4 separate regions of the Mus musculus genome follow, and regions 2, 3 and 4 are each linked to region 1. A link is a contact called in public HiChIP or PLAC-seq data. All regions are on one chromosome and are shown on one strand. Each heading gives the region's core, a stretch centred on a gene start, on an enhancer-like site or on the middle of the called end of the contact. The rest is flanking DNA. Distances are from core to core; before and after follow the strand shown.

Evidence for each region. HiChIP or PLAC-seq counts read pairs in DNA pulled down with a chosen protein or histone mark.
Region 2: a FOXA1 HiChIP or PLAC-seq map of pancreatic cancer cells shows a contact between it and region 1. The contact joins two enhancer-like sites. A contact is called at or near these places in 9 of 484 Hi-C or Micro-C datasets (embryonic stem cells, liver and nephron progenitors) and 7 of 115 datasets of contacts at active chromatin or transcription factors (T-cell acute lymphoblastic leukemia, embryonic stem cells, intestinal villus epithelium and 1 more).
Region 3: an H3K27ac HiChIP or PLAC-seq map of embryonic stem cells shows a contact between it and region 1, with 4 times the contacts expected there. The contact joins two enhancer-like sites. A contact is called at or near these places in 1 of 39 promoter capture datasets (embryonic stem cells), 1 of 15 datasets of contacts at CTCF or cohesin (embryonic stem cells), 35 of 484 Hi-C or Micro-C datasets (the HL-1 cell line, embryonic stem cells, long-term hematopoietic stem cells and 4 more), 18 of 115 datasets of contacts at active chromatin or transcription factors (bone marrow-derived dendritic cells, embryonic stem cells, epiblast stem cells and 3 more) and 1 of 9 other capture datasets (embryonic stem cells).
Region 4: a contact with region 1 is called in an H3K4me3 HiChIP or PLAC-seq map of embryonic stem cells, with 26 read pairs. The contact joins two enhancer-like sites. A contact is called at or near these places in 6 of 484 Hi-C or Micro-C datasets (embryonic stem cells, long-term hematopoietic stem cells and nephron progenitors), 9 of 115 datasets of contacts at active chromatin or transcription factors (embryonic stem cells and stem cell-derived neural progenitor cells) and 1 of 9 other capture datasets (embryonic stem cells).

What each region holds. Positions count from the first base shown.
Region 1 is chr12:54,311,944-54,314,787 of GRCm38.p6, forward strand. No RefSeq gene overlaps it. Among named protein-coding and RNA genes, the nearest start is that of Gm35895, 37 kb to the right of the region's middle. Within about 2 kb of position 1,343, at least 196 of the 459 cell types and tissues checked have an H3K27ac peak or open chromatin away from gene starts, as enhancers often do. A contact at or near this core is called in embryonic stem cells and pancreatic cancer cells, where this site is marked.
Region 2 is chr12:54,534,937-54,537,780 of GRCm38.p6, forward strand. No RefSeq gene overlaps it. Among named protein-coding and RNA genes, the nearest start is that of Gm40425, 14 kb to the right of the region's middle. Within about 2 kb of position 1,400, at least 16 of the 459 cell types and tissues checked have an H3K27ac peak or open chromatin away from gene starts, as enhancers often do. A contact at or near this core is called in pancreatic cancer cells, where this site is marked.
Region 3 is chr12:54,101,270-54,104,113 of GRCm38.p6, forward strand. Gm35818 (a long non-coding RNA gene) reads right to left here. Exons shown (of 7, transcript XR_872758.1): 4 at 1,837-1,957; 5 at 1,395-1,475. Among named protein-coding and RNA genes, the nearest start is that of Gm35818, 39 kb to the right of the region's middle. Within about 2 kb of position 1,397, at least 6 of the 459 cell types and tissues checked have an H3K27ac peak or open chromatin away from gene starts, as enhancers often do. A contact at or near this core is called in embryonic stem cells, where this site is marked.
Region 4 is chr12:54,125,125-54,127,968 of GRCm38.p6, forward strand. All of the region lies in intron 2 of Gm35818 (a long non-coding RNA gene), which reads right to left. Among named protein-coding and RNA genes, the nearest start is that of Gm35818, 15 kb to the right of the region's middle. Within about 2 kb of position 1,392, at least 12 of the 459 cell types and tissues checked have an H3K27ac peak or open chromatin away from gene starts, as enhancers often do. A contact at or near this core is called in embryonic stem cells, where this site is marked.

The DNA.
Region 1 (2,844 bases), core at 93-2,592:
CCTGGGTTTTTGTTTGTTTTGTTTTGTTTTGTTGAGACAAGGTTTCTCTGTGTAGCCCTGGAATTCAAATGTAGTTCAGGCTGCCCTTGAACTCTTGGTTTTGTAACTGCTTGCTTCTGCCTCCTGAGTGCTAGGATTAAAGACAGGAGATGCCACCTGCTGCCACCCCCACAACCCAAAGTTCATTTCAGTTTTGCTTGTTTCTACTGGTTTCCCAAGACAAACAAACAAGAGCAAAGCAGGCTTTTCTGAAGTAGTCAATGACTGACATTTTCCCCATCCAGTTATCTTCAACAAAGAAAAGAATATCCTGTTTCATTGCCACGACCATTGCAGCTACAGAAATGCCATTTGCAGCTAGCGCCTTACTGCAGCCCTGAAATAAGTCAGGTATCCATAGGGGCCGCTCAGGACCCCTAGGCTATCCTGTTGGTGTTACAAGCCCAGGGACCACCCGCTGCACTTGAAGCTGAAAGTCAGTATCCCCACCACCACACCCAAAGACCTGCCTAGTCCCCTGCAAGCACTACTCTCCCTTTAACTGTGCCAGAAAGGGCAGCACTAAAGAAAAAGTGGGGGTAATTTGACACATTCATTAGAATCCCCACTTGATTTTGGCGGAGTGTGAAGGCTTGTGGAGACCAGGTAGCCAGCCTGTGCTGGCCTGTGCTGGCCTTGAACTGGCTAGGTAGCTAAGAATGACCTTGACTTCTGATTTTTCAGTCTGGGGCGTATACCAATACACTTGGATCCCCTTTTCTCTGTCACCTGACTTTCCACTGAAACATGAGACTGGGACCTGTCACCAAAGAAGGTTACGTTAATGCCAAGTGCTCCTCTGTGCGGTGCTAAAAGTTCTCTTTGTGGTCAACTGATAAAACATTGAACAAAGGCGGGTCTTGAGCTCCTCGCTGTCAATGGATAAAGGGAGCCTGTCCTTTCTACATCACACTGGGTTGCTTAGAGACCAAGAGATTTTTGAAAGCAACAAAAAACCTAGAGTAATTCTGAAACGTCTTCACTTAGATAAGAGGCCATAAAAGAAAGAAGCCAGGGGCCAGCTCCGGGGCTTCTGTGGACTCCCAGGAGGTCAAGAAGAGGCTCGAGGGAAGGGCATGTACAGAAACCCGGATTTCTCCTGTCTAGCTGCACCTGGGACCAAAGATCAGCTCCCACTGTAAAGCCATCCTCAGGGCCATCAGGGTGGGGCTGCACTGGGGCCAGGGCGAAGTCCCTCGGGGTGAGCCGCGGGCAGGTAGCCAGGCACCAGGCAGGACTCAGTCCCGGTCCCGCCCGGCCCAACCTGGCCCTGCCTGCCACCAAGGCTCACGTAGCGAGAGCGTGAGTCAGCACCATCTGCTCGGTGAACCCTGCCCACCTCCCGGCAGGGGACCGCCCCCGCTTAGCCCGCCTGCGGGTTCCACACGCTCAGAGGGGTCCCCAGCCCCAAGATGCTAGGTAGGCTCGTTTTCACAGAAAGAGGGGCAGGAGGGTAAGGGCCGAGAGGAGCCTGAGGGTGGTCCTTCCTTTGCATGATCTTGACCTTCTCCTAGTCCTGATGTTTCTTTGTAGAGAGAGCACTCAGGCTTGCAGACTGGCTGGCTGGCTGGCTGGCTGGCTCACTGACAGGGATGCGAGGGAGGGAGGGGTGCTGTAGGAGTCAAGACCCTGGGAGACTGGGAGCTGATGGAGGGAACTTTTGAAGGGGGTGGGGGCGGGGAGTCCCTTATCAACTGCATCTCTCTTGGTGTGGGGAATAGTTTGCATTTCCTGTAACTTGCACCTGTTTAGTTCTAACCACCAACTTTATAAAAGGAAATTGCCTACGTGCCTGACGGCTGAAAGACAGAATTAGAAGCACTCTTCGCTGAATGTGTGAATGCTGCAGGAACTCCAGTTAAGTTCTGGACCTACAGGGTTGAAAGTCTGAGTCTCCGGAGGGAACAAAAGAATGGCAAGCCTCCTTTAACTCTTCCAAGTACTCCCCCCCCCCCCCAAATTAGGGCACATTATAAAAAGGCTTTCTTTCTTCCTGCATTTGTGATATGCAAATTTCACTCCCTTTTCTTTCTTTCTTTCTTTCTTTCTTTCTTTCTTTCTTTCTTTCTTCCTTCCTTTCTTTCCTTCTTTCTTTCTTTCTTTCTTTCTTTCTTTCTTTCTTTCTTTCTTTCTTTCTTTCTTTCTTTCTTCCTTTCTCTTGTTTTGTTTTGTTAGTTTTTTGATTACTTTGTTTGGGCTTAAGATAGGGCATCTCTGCATAGCCCTGGCTGTCCTGGAACTCACTATGCAGACCAGGCTGGCCTCAAATTCATAAAAATCCACCTGCCTGACTCCTAGGATTAAAGGTGTGCACCACCACACCTGGGCTAATGTCACTTTTTTCTTTTCACACACACACACACACACACACACACACACACACACACACACACAGCTCACATGGCTCAGCTCTCTTGTGGAGGTCAGAGGACAATTGTGGATATTATTGTCTCCTTCCACTCTGTGCATTCCTGGTATTGAACTCAGATCTTCTGCTTGGCAGTCAGCACCTTCAGCAGCTGAACCATCTCACCAGCCGAAATGTTACTTTTTCAAAACCCGTGAGAGAAGCAAGCAGAGGTCTCAGAGACAGAAGGGTGCTTTTGAAGGGAAAGAAATATATGGAGAAGGGAAGAGAGAAAAGGGAGAGAGAATAAAAAGCAAAGTGGTTTAACAGAGCAATATGGACCCCAGAATGAAAGCTACTGTCTGGGCTCAGGTAGTGCAAAAATAAGTACTATCCCAAGGTCCCAGCTTCAGGGTCGGTGGCTGGGTGAAGCCACTAACCACGTAGAGCTAAAGATA
Region 2 (2,844 bases), core at 150-2,649, 220 kb after region 1:
AGGACTAGATGAAAGATAAAGAGACCAGAGATAGTTTTACATCCTCTTCTGGCTGTTTTAACTTTCTTTTCCCTTTCAATTTCCCCCTTAACCAGTCAGTAATAAAAGGCAAAATTAACTAAGTTCTGTCTTATCTCCATTCCATAGCTTCTACGTTCATGAGGAAGCGAGCGGTAAGCGATAAAAAATAATCTGAAAGAGACAGAATGAGTTGAGAAACCAGGAGACAAGTGATTTCAGACAGCCAGCTGCAGATGCCTCAGTGAGAAAAGACGTTCGCTTCAGAGTTCACCCCTGGAGACAGAAAGCACTATAGTTTTTGCTTAATTTAATTTAATATGGTAATTACTGGGAGAAAAAAGAATCCTAAGAATAAATGAGTGTTACATTTTTCAGCAATGCTTGTTTTTATTTTGTTTGTTGAATCTGTTATCTCACCGTGTCTTGTTGAAGATACTAAGTGTAGTCTAAGTCTAGATGATCCTGAGAAGAAAATATTAAATTACCATCAGTAACGAATACCTAATGCTTATAACCTGATACAATTAATATTTCCAGCAATGATTTAACATAAAAGCATAAATGACACCATAGAGTACTCACATTCTTTACTCTGAAGTATTTATTATTTTAATTCTAACTTCTGAGAACCCCTCGCACTGATGATTTTTTTAGGTAAGGGTGCTTTGCTTTATGTGTGTCACTGAACCATAAACAAGGCTGGCTTTCTGCACAGGAGACTGAAGTCATCAGAGTCCTTGGAACTGGAGTTCCAGACAGTTATAAGCTGCCATGTGAGCGCTTGGAATCAGATCCGGGTCCCCTAGGAGAGCTGCTGGTGCTCTTAGCCACTGAGCCATCTCTGGCCCCCACGATCAAGTCTTTTACATGGCTATTTTCAATACTGGAGGACAGAAGGCTCTTTTAGTATCTACATGACAGCTGAATGTCCCTTCTGACCCCTCCCCCCCCCCCCCCCCCCCCGCGCCCCGATAATCTGCACAGCAGCCCAGTCACAGAGGTAAATCATGCTGTGGTATAGATGTGGAAGCCAAAAGATAACTTTTGGGAATTGGTTCTTTCTTTCCACCATGCGTGCCTAAGGAACTGAAAACTGGTCAGCAGGCTTGGAGACATTTAAATGGTCCTTAAGAAAGCCCAGATGCTGCTTGGGGGGAGGGGGAGCATCAGGAAAGCATCAGGAGAGGAGGAGCCAGTCCTGGTCGCCTCTGCCTCCTGCCTCCTGCCTCCTGCCTCCTGCCTCCTGCCTCCTGCCTCCTGCCTCCTGCCTCCTGCCTCCTGCCTCCTGCCTCCTGCCTCCTGCCTCCTGCCTCCTGCCTCCTGCCTCCTGCCTCCATCTGCCATGGCCTGTAGGGACTTTGAAACTCCCCAACTACCCTCTATGAAAGGCAGCTCTGTCCTTACTATGATGCAGTGTTGTTTTATGACTTTGGGGAATTACTCATAGTATTGATGGCTGGTGAATTAACATAATGGTTTTTTAGTTCTTTGTGAGGGAGTTTTCAGACTTCCTGTTAGGGACCATAAAGAAACAAAAAATGATCCACTGTCCTGAGACAATCTCTCTATCCACCCCTCCTCCTTTTTTTTTTTTTAATTCAAAAATCCCACAGAAAACTATAGGAACTGAAAAGTCTCAAAATTCACAGCAAAGCAATTGCTGCGTTCCCAGTGTCAACTATATAACCTTGGGTTGTTTTTTTTTTTCCTGAGTCTGTCCCAGAAGGCTTTGTTCCCATTCACACAAACCTGAACAAGGAGTCACTCATAAAGAACATTCACACATTAAAAAAAAAAAAAAAAATATGGGAGATGTTGAAAAGAAAGAGCTACATCGCTCATTTGGAGGACAGTAAATGAGGTCCTGAAGGTCCTTCTGGATTGGTTGACTCTGGGAATTCATGTTTCTCCATTTCCACACTGAACGGGTAACCAAGTTCCTCTCAGCGCCAGCTCCATCCACCCTGGAGACAATCCTTGGCTCTCTCATTGCTCTGTGTAATTCTGTTCTGTTTCATCTCTTGTTCCAAATTGAAATCCTCACACTTCTTCCAGCGTCCATGTTTCTTACAAGTTAGATTGATGACTTTTTCCTCCCTAGAGGTTTTTCGTTTAAGTCAACACACTTACGAGTCTGTTCACAGCGAACACTGTTCACTCCCCCAAGAGGAATTCTAGGGACTCCAAGGAGCTCCTTGTGGAAGACAGAGGTTTTATTCAGAGTCTGGAATTGTGCACGCTCTCTTGGGGTTCATTCAGAGTATTCTTCCCGCTTTTACAGAGATGTATCAAGCCTGTTGCCAAGCAAAGGCTTGCCTACAATCATGGCTTTAAATTTTTCAGCCAGGAGCCAAGAGTGATGGCGCATGCGCATAATCTCATTACCTGGGAGGTGGGGGCAGGAGGCTCCAGAGTTTGAGGCTGGTCTTGGCTATGTAGTGAATTGGAGGCCAGCCTGGGTTACGTGAGACCCTGTTTTAATACATCATGGGGTGGGGGTATCGGCCACGCCTATAGGAAACCGGAGTTGCTAAATCCGAAAGACTTTATCTTTATGTGTCGATCCAAATAACGCACAGGAGGAGGGTAGTATGAGCCAAAAGATCTTCAGCTAGGTTTGGCCTAATTTGTAATATCAATAGTCTGCTTTGTGGACAGCAGTATCCTTTAAAAGCACATCCTGTCCCCCAAAACAGCAATTTTATCTAGTTGTGTTCAACATACAAATATAGTTTTTACATTCCCAGTGCTATTGGATAAAGACCGGAATTCAAGCTTTCTACCACTTGGCCCATCCTGACGTCCCAACCTGCCCTTAAAGGA
Region 3 (2,844 bases), core at 147-2,646, 210 kb before region 1:
AGAAATGTCACTGAGGCAGAAGGGGGTCAGACCAATACCCACGTACACCCAGAAAACACACCCTGGGTTGTAAGAAAGTGAAGAACAACTATAACCGGCTATTCTTTCAAAAAAATTCCTTCCCTGCCCATCATGGAGGTCCATGCTGCCCAGCACTCGGGAGGCAGAGGTAGACAGGTCTCTGTGAGTGTGAAACCAGCTAGGTCTACCTACTGAGTTCCAGGCCAGCTTGGACCACATAGTCAGACTCTGTTGAAAGAGGAAGGAAGGTTGGGGAGGAGAAACCAGAAGGGGAGGAGGTGGGGCGGGGGGGGGGGGGAGGACAATTGTTCACTAGCAAAGGCAAAAGCGTAAAAGAAGCTTGGGAATTTAGCTTTCATGATCACAGGGAGGACCAGGGATGGACATAGCCCAGCTGGAGTTAGGCACAAACAGTCCCCAGTAGCCTAGCACCAGTCATGTGACAGAGATCCAGGAAAAAGATAGCATGGAGAAAAAGACCTGTTTACACCTTAGGCTCAGCTGGAGAGCCCCTTCCCCAGGACCCCAAGAGTAGCCTAGGGACCAACAGAAGGCAGAGCACCCAGCCCTGCTCTCAGCCGGAGCCATAAAGAGAGTGGCACAACGGAAGCTGGTTGTAAAACTTAAGCAGATCAGACACCATAAAATACTTTGTAATGCGCCATTGAGGCGGCCAAATAAGAGGCTTGAATAAATTTATATTCCAATTGCTAAACATTACAGTCAATTTAAAAACCCACAAAAGTTTTGCCGAACAACTGTATAACTTAGAATGGATCTGTCGCAGCATACAGTCCCTAATAGACGAGACATAAAACAGTCACAGCTAACTCCCTCTCACCTGCTAAATCATCTTGAAATAGTTCTGCTAGCTCAACTCTCCCTTTTTCTTCCTTTCAAAAAACACTGTAAGGTAATTCTTAGGTTAATGTGAATTTTATTTATTTATTTATTATTTATTCACCTTTTTCCCCCTCCAGACAGAAAGTACTAAAAACTGTCAGAGCCAGGGATTTATTATGCCTGAAGCCCTGCCTTCCGCCTCTGGTGAAAGCCCTCTGCCTGTTTTGGGGGTTGTTTCTCATTCATTAAGCTTTGGTGAGATTATCAGCTCATGGCGGCTGTTTTATAGATGTTGAAATTGCTAAATATGCACATACGTGGTCATATACTGACATGCGTAGGCAAACATGAACATGTACACACACACACACACACACACACACACACTCGTGCGCGCGTGCACACAAGGCCCAGTACCAAAGGGAAAGCAGATGTGCTCTGACTGACAGGCTCCCTTCCCCACTCTTCTGCTCCATTCCAAACCACTCAACCTCTGTCAGAACTGAAGGAAGCAAGGAAATGCCACTCACCCAAATTCTGTGGCTGTTCCGCTCAACTAAAGAAGCCATTTCCTATCTCATTCAGAAGGGTCATCCGGAGATCTGTAGTATCTATTAGCATATCAAAGCATCAGAGGGCCTCCAGCCTTTCTCAGTACCCATGGTTCTTAGCCTTTCTCACCCCACCTTACCCTAAACTCCAGCTCATGGTCTTCCTCTTACACTGTCTTCCCCTCTCCATCTCCTTTCCTATACCTCTTAGTCTGCTTTGTTCTCTCTCTCTCTCTCTCTCTCTCTCTCTCTCTCCCCCCCCCCTCTCTCTCTCTCTCTCCCACCCCCTCTCCCAGGCTGATCCAGTCTGCTGGCCATGTTTAGTCTCTTACTTTCTCTCTCAGCTCTGAACCCTTCCACACTCCTCTGGCTGTACTGTCCTTCATATCTACAATAAAAACCTTCTTCTCAAAAACCATACCTTGGAGCTTCCATGTCCTCAGTCTATGCAATTGCCGGTTGTGAAGCCTCATACTGCAGTGAGATATCAGCGAGAACCATCTTTGCCTTGGGTGTGTTCCCATTTCAAAGCCAAGAGTTATCTCGAAGAGAAAAAATAATAACAATAATAAGATAACGGTGGCTATCCCCATTGTTCGGCTGTTGTGACTGAGATCTAGGGAGGCTGACACTTTGTTAAGTATGACATGTCAAAAGACACACATAGAATCAGTGCTCCAATTTCTCTGTCCTGTGAGGAGAGCTGCGATGGGACCTGAGCAAGAGCGGGCCCATTAGAGGGGGTGTGAGGAGGGACAGAGTAGATTACCGGGTTTTTTTTTTGACTGTTCCATTCACAATCAAAACATTTCTACTCCTTTCTCCTAGTCAAGGTCCATTTTCTGTGAAAGTGGGATTGTAGTAGAGGTAGAACATTATACTGCAACAACGAGTATCTCTTTGTTCCCATCTTGGGGTTAGGGGTGGCATTCACAAAGAACTGGCTCTTGAGACACAAATCCACCCCTGAGACAATAAAGAGAAGCTGAAAGGGAAGAGAGGAGGGGTGTCTCCTAGCACCACGTAAGACATGGCTGCAGGGGCGGTAAAACCTGTAGGCTACGTTATGGTCTGCACACCAGACAAAGTATCCTAGTTAGAGCTACTACTGCTATGATGGAGCACAACCAAAGCAAGTTGTGGAGGAAAGGATTTATTCAGCTTACACTTCCACACTGTAATCCATCACAAGTGGGGTATCTGGAGGCAACAGCTCATACAAAGGCCATAGAGGGGTGCTGTTTCTGTTGCTGTGATGAAACATCATGACCAAAGCAACTTGGGGAAAAAAGGGGTTGTCTACCAATTAAGGTAGAATTCTACCTTAAGTGGTTAACTTCTCTGAGCCTGGCACAAAATGGAAGCCTCCCTTTACCAGAAGGGCCTCCGCTCTTCTGACCTTGTCTGGGGAGCCAGAAACCCCACACTC
Region 4 (2,844 bases), core at 142-2,641, 190 kb before region 1:
ACATTGGAGACTCCACGCCTTCTTTTTCTTCTTTACTTGGTCAGCAAGTAAGGAAATTTGTATTTTAAAGATAAGGTCAATGATGGTCCCAAAGTAAAATAAGGCAAGGGCTAGGGATGAGACATTCAGCAGGTAAAAGTGCCAGGTGTGCAAGTCTGGAGAGCTGAGGTTTACCCCAGACCTGTGTAAGGAGCCAGGTACCACGGCACATAATCCTAGCACTCCTACTGTAACGTGCAAGGAAAGACTGGATTATTGACAGAAGGCTTGCAGCCCTTCTGAAAACAAGAGGCACCTTGTCTTGGCAAGGTGAAAAGAGAAAAACCAACTCCTGAAAATTATCCTCTGATCTCTGTGCAAATGCAGTGCACATGAGCACACATTCCTCAAGCCCCATCCTAGCACACATACACAGCCGAGAGTTAGGGGTGCTGGTGATAGGGATGGCTTTCACACAGCCTAGGAAGGTCCTTGATTACTAATCTACATCTGTCCCCAGCTTATGACCTTCCTCTTAGATAATAAGAGACAGTCCAAGAAACACCAGGAATTTATAGACAGCTCCTACCATTGACAGGAAAATAGAGGCGATCAAAGGTGACACTTAGAAGAATAGGGAACATGTAGAAGACAGCGCAGGGGGCTAGGAAAAAAATCCAAAATGGTATAATTAATATCCTCAGACAATCTCAGAAAGTGCTTCACATCCGTTATGTTATAAACAAGATGATATTTAAAAAAAAATAGAGAATACTCAGAGGAAAGGCAAATTAAAACAGTTGGAGGTATTTTGAAAGCCCAGTAGAAGGTTTGGAAGACAAAGTGGAAACAATGTCCCAGAAAACAGAGCAAAATTAAATGAGGTGGAAAATGAGAAAAATGAAACTTGAAATTAGTTTCAAAGGTCAATCATCCAAATAAAAGGAGTTCTAGAGGAGGAAGTGACGTCAGGAGTCAGGACACACTCAGCACGGGAGACACGGAAGCTCTCAGACCGTGGGTGTACATGAAACTGCAATCCGATAAATGAAAAAAGAAAAAGGTCTGGGCTGCACACATCCTCAAACGCTTCCAGAGGTGGGAGGGAAGCCCAGAGGGAGCATTGGGAACGAAAACAGCATCCAACCTTTCTGCAGGTTAAAATAAAATGGAGAAGTACTTTTAAGCTTTCAGTAAAAGCAACTTCCCGGACGGAGGAGATTTCTTTGCCTGGGAAAATAATCAACCAAGTCTGATTGCAGAGTAAAAGCTTCTTCTTCTTTTTTTCTTTTTCTGGTAAGTGAGGACTCAGAAAGGTGACCTGGACATTTTTCCTCAGGAAGCCAGTAGATTTCACGCATTAGCAAAACAAAGGAGCAGGCCAGAAGTGGTGGTGCTTCTTCAGGGAGCTGCATGGGGACGGCTGGCATGTCTTAGAGGGGACAGCAGACTGTGTGAGACAAGAGATGAGATGCTTCAGGGAGCTTTGCTGGCAAGGAGGAAAAGATTTAAATGTGTTTGAGCGTGTTAGTAGATTCTGCCTGTTAATGGGGGTGTTTAGAGATTCATAGAAAATAAAAAGGAACGATTATTTAGCTCAAAGGACTACAAGGTGTCACAATGGCTCCGTTCACATAGTATTGTTGTCATTGGCTTAAAAATCATTGACTGTCCCAGGGCTGGAGAGGTACTGAAAGAACTCAGTGGGGAAACCCCCACTCAGCTCCCGATTCGGCGTGCACCCAAGAATCACGAATAGAACACAACACCTTGATGTAACAAGAGGTTTTTTAATGGCGGAGCTCCGGGTCGAAACGTATCTCACACAACAGGAGACAGTGGATTCGACCACGAGGCTTGGAAGCTAGGGGTTTTTATAGAAAAGGAGTGGGGCTGGGGGAGGAATTGGCGCGGTTTCACATGATTGGTCCATTTAAACATCAGCAGCCTGTAACATTTAACTTAGGTCAGAGGGGTGGGAGCTAGGGAGGCGATGGGCCTGCCCGGGCATGTCCTGGTCTGTTCTGCTATGTTCTCAGCCCCAGGTTTCAAAGCTCACAAACAACTCTTTGGGCTATTTAACATACATTACATGAATTACAGTTTTATTTCCTTTCAGTACTCAGCGCTTAGAGGACTTGCTGTTCTTCCAGAGGATTAGGGTTCGATTCTTATGCCCTGTGTGGCCCACAGACGTCTGTAACTTCAGTCCCAGAGAATCTAATGCTGGCCTCTTGTCTCCAGAGACACCAGGTATCCACATGGTGCATAGACATACATACAGGGAAAATACCCATGCACATGTAAAAATTGTAGAAGTTTTAAAAATTGAATATATTGGGCTAACTAAGAGGTATTAGATGTGTTTCTTGAGAACTGAGCAAGTATAAAGAGGCAGCCGTGACGGGGGGGGGGGTACATGGTATAAATCTGCTTTTTCAAAGTCAGAAGCTCCGAAGGTAAAATCAAGCAGGAAGTAACAGTATAAGCAGGCCATCTAGAAACATAGACCTAGCCAAAGGAACGGCTTATGATATTAAGATAAAGGGCTGAAGAGATAGCTCAGAGGTCAAGAGCACTGGCTATTCTTCCAGAAGACCTGGGTTCAATTCCCAGCACCGGCATGGCATCGCACGATTGTCTGTAACTCCTGTTCTGGGGATTCTGGTGCCCTCATAGAGACGTACATGCAGACAAAACACCAGTAAACAAAAAACAAAAATACATTTTATAAAAGATATCATTAAAATAATAATTTGTTCGAATTATTAAGGGGACCATAACTAAAACTTAAAACTATACCTATATAATCAATTAAATACAGTCGCATTGAAAAACAACCACAGCGAGGATTGTTCAGGAAGC